Linked DNA regions of Zea mays: region 2 is linked to region 1. A link is a contact called in public Hi-C data. All regions are on one chromosome and are shown on one strand. Each heading gives the region's core, a stretch centred on a gene start, on an enhancer-like site or on the middle of the called end of the contact. The rest is flanking DNA. Distances are from core to core; before and after follow the strand shown.

The links. A called contact is a pair of places that touch in the nucleus more often than the background predicts.
Region 2: a Hi-C map of leaf mesophyll shows a contact between it and region 1, with 5 times the contacts expected there. The contact joins the promoter of LOC100282582 here to the promoter of LOC100192620 in region 1. A contact is called at or near these places in 2 of 25 Hi-C or Micro-C datasets (ear and leaf mesophyll).

What each region holds. Positions count from the first base shown.
Region 1 is chr1:229,342,043-229,345,485 of Zm-B73-REFERENCE-NAM-5.0, forward strand. LOC100192620 (putative cytochrome P450 superfamily protein) reads right to left here and starts at 1,687. Exons shown (of 2, transcript NM_001137835.1): 1 at 1,545-1,687; 2 at 1-933. The coding sequence starts at 928.
Region 2 is chr1:229,905,682-229,908,905 of Zm-B73-REFERENCE-NAM-5.0, forward strand. LOC100282582 reads right to left here and starts at 1,286. Exons shown (of 6, transcript NM_001155490.2): 1 at 978-1,286; 2 at 1-60. The coding sequence starts at 55.

The DNA.
Region 1 (3,443 bases), core at 437-2,936:
GGGCTGTAGTATCTGTCAGGACCACTTCCTTTGAACGGCTAAATGAATGAGCCAGGCTGGCATTCTCCTCTTCAAGCTGAGCAGTGCAAGTCAATGTATGCAGCTGTCTAGCACATACATCAACATCCTCCAGCTCTTTTAACGCTGCAACACTACCTCTGGACAGTTGCCTGCTAAGTTCACCGCTTATGGCCTTCTGAAGATCAATGAAGGCCGTAGACCAACCAAATTTCTCAGGGACATCAAAGTCAACCAGTGGCTTGAAGGTACCCGACAGTACAGCTACAAGTACACTGCAGATTAAGACGGTAACAGCCTCGATTCCATACAATGCTCGCATGAGCACTTTCCCTTTAGCAGAATGCCTAACCTTCATCAGGCAAAGGTTTCCAGAAAGCTCCTGTAGCGCTGCCAAGCAACTATCAAGCCTCGGAGACCTTTCACTTGCTCGCTCTATCCATTCCTTAAGCGACACCTCAGCTCTCCTGATCTGCTCCTGGGATGGCATGTCGCTCCCAGAGTCCAACACATTCAGGAGATATCGCACAAGCAGCTGCCCTTGATCCAACCGAGAGAGCTCCGAGCTCAGGGCAATGCAGATGTCCAGCAGCTTCACACTGCTGTTCAGGTAAATGTCCACCCACTTCTCATCCCAGTCTGATAAGGGCAACTCAAGCTCAGTAATCAGGGTGGCTATATTGGTGTGCAGCTCTGATAAGCACTCCACTGCGAGCTTCATCCATGATAGTGTGAACACCTCTGAGGTGGCCTCTGGCTTGACCTTCCTCAAGCTCGAGGCCAGGCCATCCTCATACGAAGTGAGCAGCTCAGTGAGCTTCGGTGACAGGCGGGCTCCTCTTGGGAGAATCATCCTGAAGGGATTCCCCATGGGAAAGAAGGACCTGTGACCGTCATGCGGACGACTCATCTCCTCTGCAATCAAAGCAAGGCCTCAGAATAGGAATTCACTGTCACAAGCACAACCAGATACATGGAAATCCTTATACTAGGAAATAACGTGAGTGTTATTTGGTATTGACAATAGACACTACACGTGATGGTAATAGGCTAATAGCACTCCGCAGAAAGCACACTGCCCACGCTTCCTATCTTTTCGGGAAGAATATTTCTCGATTCAATTCAGCGACAAGGCTTCACCCAAAAGCTACAACCCCAGAGTCATGCTCCCAGCGCACTGGACCGCACTACATCATCAAGCGCGGTACTCCTGGAAGTTGGTTACTACAGTGTTCCTGACGCACCGCGTCCGCGCTCATACCCTAAACGCACTAGACTAGCAAAAATTGGGGAATATCAGAAACGCCGCCTACAGCACATGACGATAGACACCATCAGAACCGCAGACTCCATAGGCGCAGAAATCGAACAAACTAGAAGCTACTGCGAACATACTGCCCACAGGCCACAGATTTCCCCCAAGGCCTCGACTTGACACCAGAAAATTGGTGAAAATCGACCCCAAGATCCCAGCAATCATCGGATCAAGAGTTAAATCGACAGCATGAGCGAAGGGATCACCATACCTCGATTCGGGGACGCGCGCGGACTCGAGTCGAGGTTGATGAAGAGGGGATTTGCGTGGCTGTGTGCGCTTGAAGGCTGAAGCCTTCTCCTTTCGGTGAGGGTGCGAGGGTGGATGGGGAAAGAAGAGGAAAAGCTATTAATGTGAACGGTGGAAAGTTCGAGACGGCTGTTGGGAGGAGATATTGAATTATTGATGGGGTTGGGTTGGGTTGGGTTGGGTTGGGCTTGGGCCCCGGTGGTACCGTGGTAGCAATCCGTTGGCCTTCGATTTATTCGCCGCGGGGCCACTGCTCAGTGCCCACTAGGATCGCCTTCTCGAAAACAAAACCAAAAAAAAACGAAGTTGGGCGGCGGCTGCCGGCTGGCCCTGGCCGGCTAGTTACCGTTTGGTCGGCGGTTGAGCGCGCTGCGGCGAGCAAGACATCTGGGTGACGTGTCCCCGCTTAATTTTTAATTTAAGGAGAGACCGGCATGTGTGTAGCTTAAAATTTAAGCCATTTTGTTTTCTTACTTACAACGAATGATTTAGTTCGATGGTTATTGACGTAGGACATATTCTGTTCTGCCCGAGTGGTATTGGATAGGTTCATGACACGATTTTCAACCTTCAATAACCATCAAATCAGTTGAGTCTCACTTTATCGGCGTTGATCTGGTCATGAATCACTAGGATTTGTTTCGCTCGGCGGTCTCTCTACGGTGGAGTGGACTGTCAGCGGCCTAGTGTCGAACGGTCCGCAACAAGACATCTCCAGACAACAAGGTGAAAAAGGCTATATTACTGGCTAGTCCTAGGGCAGAAAGTAAAGGAACAGAAGATATATTGATTGTTGATACTAAATTCATTAGATTAAGTACTAATAATGCTTGCATAAGTTGTAGGGAAACTACCCAAGATAGCCAAAAAGATTTGGAGTTTGGCTCAAAAGAGCCCAACTTACACTGATCTAGGTTGCACCGGACCGATTCAGTGGTGCATCGATCTAGGTCCGTGTGATCCAGTCATACTGCTCGATTTCAGGAATTTTAGTTATAAAATTCACCGGACCGATCCGGTGTGTATCAGCTGTGATAAGTTGTGATAAAGGACCGTTTGGGTTTGGTCCGTTGGGCACCCGAGTACCTCAGTCCCACTTTCTGGCGTTGGGTCGCTGGTTACGTTTGGATTCGGCTGAAGTTTTCCTTTTCACTAGTTGGGCTTGGGCCACGCCAAATCCTTTTCCAGACGACGGTGGTGGAGATGGTTTTTACGCCGAGCAGGCCTGTCCATCACCAGATAGGTAGCCTGGCCCGTGGAAAAAAAAACCCTAGCCACCGGTGAAGCCCCACCGTATAGAAATCAGATCTGGCACCGCATGTCGGTAGTACGTACGGCGTTATACGACGACGCATTTGTTTGGTTCGATGGTGAGATGGTCCATCACTATTATATATCTTCAGACCTTTCTCAAAGAAAAAGGAAATCTGGTCTCATGCGTTGGTTGCCAGGTGTACAACAAGTATTTCACAGTCAGCCTATATCCCCCCTGCTTCTGCTTGTGGCTGGCGTGGCCTCTGAACTTGATACAGCTTGACCACCACAACGCACACTCCACAAGGCCACTGTGTGCCCACCGTCCGGCCGCAAGGATCACCACAAGGAAGAAGAGAACAGTGTCCGACGACTAGCGCCCGGCCCGCACGGCACTCGCTGGCTTTCAAATCTGCATCATTCCCCGTTGGCCCCGTTCGATCGCCGACCGGTAACAATCTCGTGGGCGGCTCGCATCAAATCACCACCGCCTGACCGGCGATCGCGAATCCGAGCGAGTGATCGAAGATCCACGATCACGGTAGACCCGGGCTAATTTACGCTCCAGCTCCCCGTCCGGCACGGGCACGCGGCTAGACTCTACCCG
Region 2 (3,224 bases), core at 36-2,535, 560 kb after region 1:
TCTTGGATTCCTGGAGCTGCTGAGCTTTCGGAGAAGCTGGGTAGTCCTTCGCCATGGATCCTGCAGTTCCAAGAACATAGTAAGGTGCCAACAGAATTTAATTTGATCTAATGGAGAAAGGCAGCCAACTCAGGAACATCTCAGAGTTCAGGGTAGATGGGTTAAACTGACAAATTTAGGCTACGCATTTTTTATTTGAGCAATTGAACTGAACACTGAAGATGAAGGCACATGGTTTGCACTGACAGATGAACTAATTTTACTGTGAGCAGTGAAAGGAATCTAAGAAAATATCAAAAATTGAAACTTAGTAAATCGTCATGTTTCAGCGGAGTCTCTGTTTCAGCGAGGTTTTTTTAGCACAATTAATGTACCGTTTGGTGAGATCAGAACTAACTAGTCTGAACACCGGCAGTAAATTTCTGTGGTTAGCTACTGACTTTATAACTTAAAACGAAATTCACTGGCAGTAGATTTGCTTGGTTTGATTTCTGAATAACACCTGAATTTATGTTTGCCCAAAAAAATTAAAGAGGCACCAAATTACCTACCTAACCCATAAAAACAAGTTCGAAGAAGCAGGCAGAGAAAAAAAAGATGGACGATAAGAACCTCAGATCGTGATAAATCTCCAAAAGGTTTTTGCTTTGCCCGAGAGGAGAAAACTCAGATCGTGATAAAGCACGCCTCAAATAAAAACCAGCAGACTTATGCTTCTTGCTGAAGGCAAGTATGTCCTTCTAGCATAAAGGGCAAAGCAGGCTAAACAGTAAAGATTCCCAGCAAAAGGCAAATCAGAAGCCACACGACAATGGCAGCTAAGCACCAGCCCATGCCCCATGAATCCGAAAAACTTAACGAAATGGGAAGCAGACCCCCATGAATGCCCCTAAGTCGGGAGCCGTTGCATTCCCAAATGGATCCATCCCCTCCGAGAAACAAAGCGCACGAAACGAAATCAGCGGGAGGAACCTGACCTGCGGACAAGAAGCCAGCTCAGGAAGGCAGAGCGCTGGAGGACGCCAAGACGAAGACGAAGGTGCAGAGTGCCTCCCCCCAAGCTCCAGAAGGGGGGAAAAGGCCGGAAGGGGACAGGAGAGTAGCACCACGGGTCCTGCCTATTTATGCGAGCTCTGCATTTCAGTAATGGTGAGGTTAGTGAGGCAGGCACTGATGAGCCAGAGGTGAGGGAGGGAGGGAGTGAAGTGGAGTAATGCCGAACACGCTCACATGTTGTCAGCGGCGCCCTAGCTAACCTTTCATAAATAAAGAAAGCGGGGGTGTTGAATGGAGGCCACACCCGGAAAGATGAGGCCGACATCAGAATAAAAATAGTGTGGCATTGGTGGGAAGGAAAAAGCGGGGAGCCACCGAGGGCGAGGCGAGACCACGACCTGTCCTTGCTCACGTGGTAATGGTGTGGAGACCCCAGCGAGCGCAGTGGATCCTGGGAGGAAGATGATTCCGAAGAAGAAATAGCCTTCGCTCCTCTGAATTAGGCCTCTTGCACGAATGTGAACGTTTCTGTCCTTGACTTCATGCATGAACCATGACGAGAAATGTGATCTAGATTTCTGACATATTGGTTTCTGAACAGAATTTCCGGACTATTGGTTTCTGAACAATCTTTTTGACATTTCAAAACCCTGCTCATTTTTTTTCTTGACAATGTCGCCCGCCAATAATCTTGTTGGCTAATTTAACCGACTACATTGGAAGGACCCAAGACAATTGTCGATGGCAGACAGAAAGCCTTAACACAATTCCAAGAATTAATCAATAAAAAACATGAGCTAACACAACGAAATTGACCACACGAGAACTGCAGTAAATCTTGGAATCACCCACCTTATAACACTATAACAGTGGATATATATATATACCCCAGTATTCCCCCTGTCGCCGTAGCAAATTCGCTGTGCCGTCTCTGACTGTCGCCCACTCTATCATTGATCTGGGCAGGGGCAGCTTTGCCCGCCCATGATGGTTGTTTGCAGTAGAAGCGGGGGGAAAAGACCAAAAGGCTCTCCTTTTGAGCTGTTGCCCTCTTTTATCTCCCCCGTCACGCACTGGCAGTCTGGCACAGGAGATGATTCACCCCGTTTGTTCTTTCGCCTTCATGGAGGAGTTGGAGGGTGGACAGGATTTGGTCAATGGCCAAAGGGCACCGCGGAGGGTTATGGGGGGGAGATATTGTAGGGCCTCCATTTGCTCCCAGCATTTTTTTTTGCTTTTCCTTTTGGCTTGAAAGATAGAAAACCTCATGTGGAAGGGGGTAAAATGCAGTTTTGTGATGGGCCGATGGCAAGCTGCCAAGCTCGGACAGTGTCGGTGCAATAAAATGCTGGGACCACACACCTTGACTGATGCAACCCTCCAATGGTTCATGTTCATGGTCATGGGCGTGTCCTACCTATTTGGCATGATATTTTGCAAAGGATGTTACTGGCAAATAATGAATGATATGCTTCCTTGAATCCCTGTCTATACACGCCTAATTCCTGGACTCAATTTTAGAAGGTGAGCCGCCCTAGACGTAGAAAGGTCTTCTTCTTAATACAATATCTGACACAGGGAGTTTTTTTACTCTAAATTTGGTTACATTTGAGATTGTTTAGCTAGTATGTTATCAAATATCTAATGATTGCATTCTTTTTACTTAGCATGTTATCAAATATCCAACCAGGTTTCAGCCTCTTCATCGTAGTCCGGTATATTTACTGCTAAAATGGTCAGTCTTTCTGAATTCAATTGTGTTTCTATAGTTCATCAAGAAAACAATTGTTTCTAGAAGAACTATAGTAGCAAAGCTGATAGACATTCAGAGGTGCATTATTTCACATTTGATGGCACAGTTAGAAAATCTGCAGAACACGGCAAGACATATCCTGGTGCTTTCTATGTAGACAATGTTTTTGAACCACGGTAGGAACACATATTCTCTTTATCATCGAAATAAGAACCACGGGAAAAAGGAAAGAAAAGAGAACGCCATGGATGGGATCTCCAGAAAAAGCGGGAAAAAGTGAACACACGCAATGGCGCATCACTCACCAGTTTTCCTTCCTGCTGACACACGCAATGGCGATTGGCGCATTGACGCATTGGCGCATCAGTGATGAGGGTTCCTCGGGCACAAGCCCCCCTCCCCCTCTTTCACAGGAGTCTCTCGTCTCAAAATGAAGTATAGAACGGGATTGGAGTCCCTCGATCACGCAATGCGA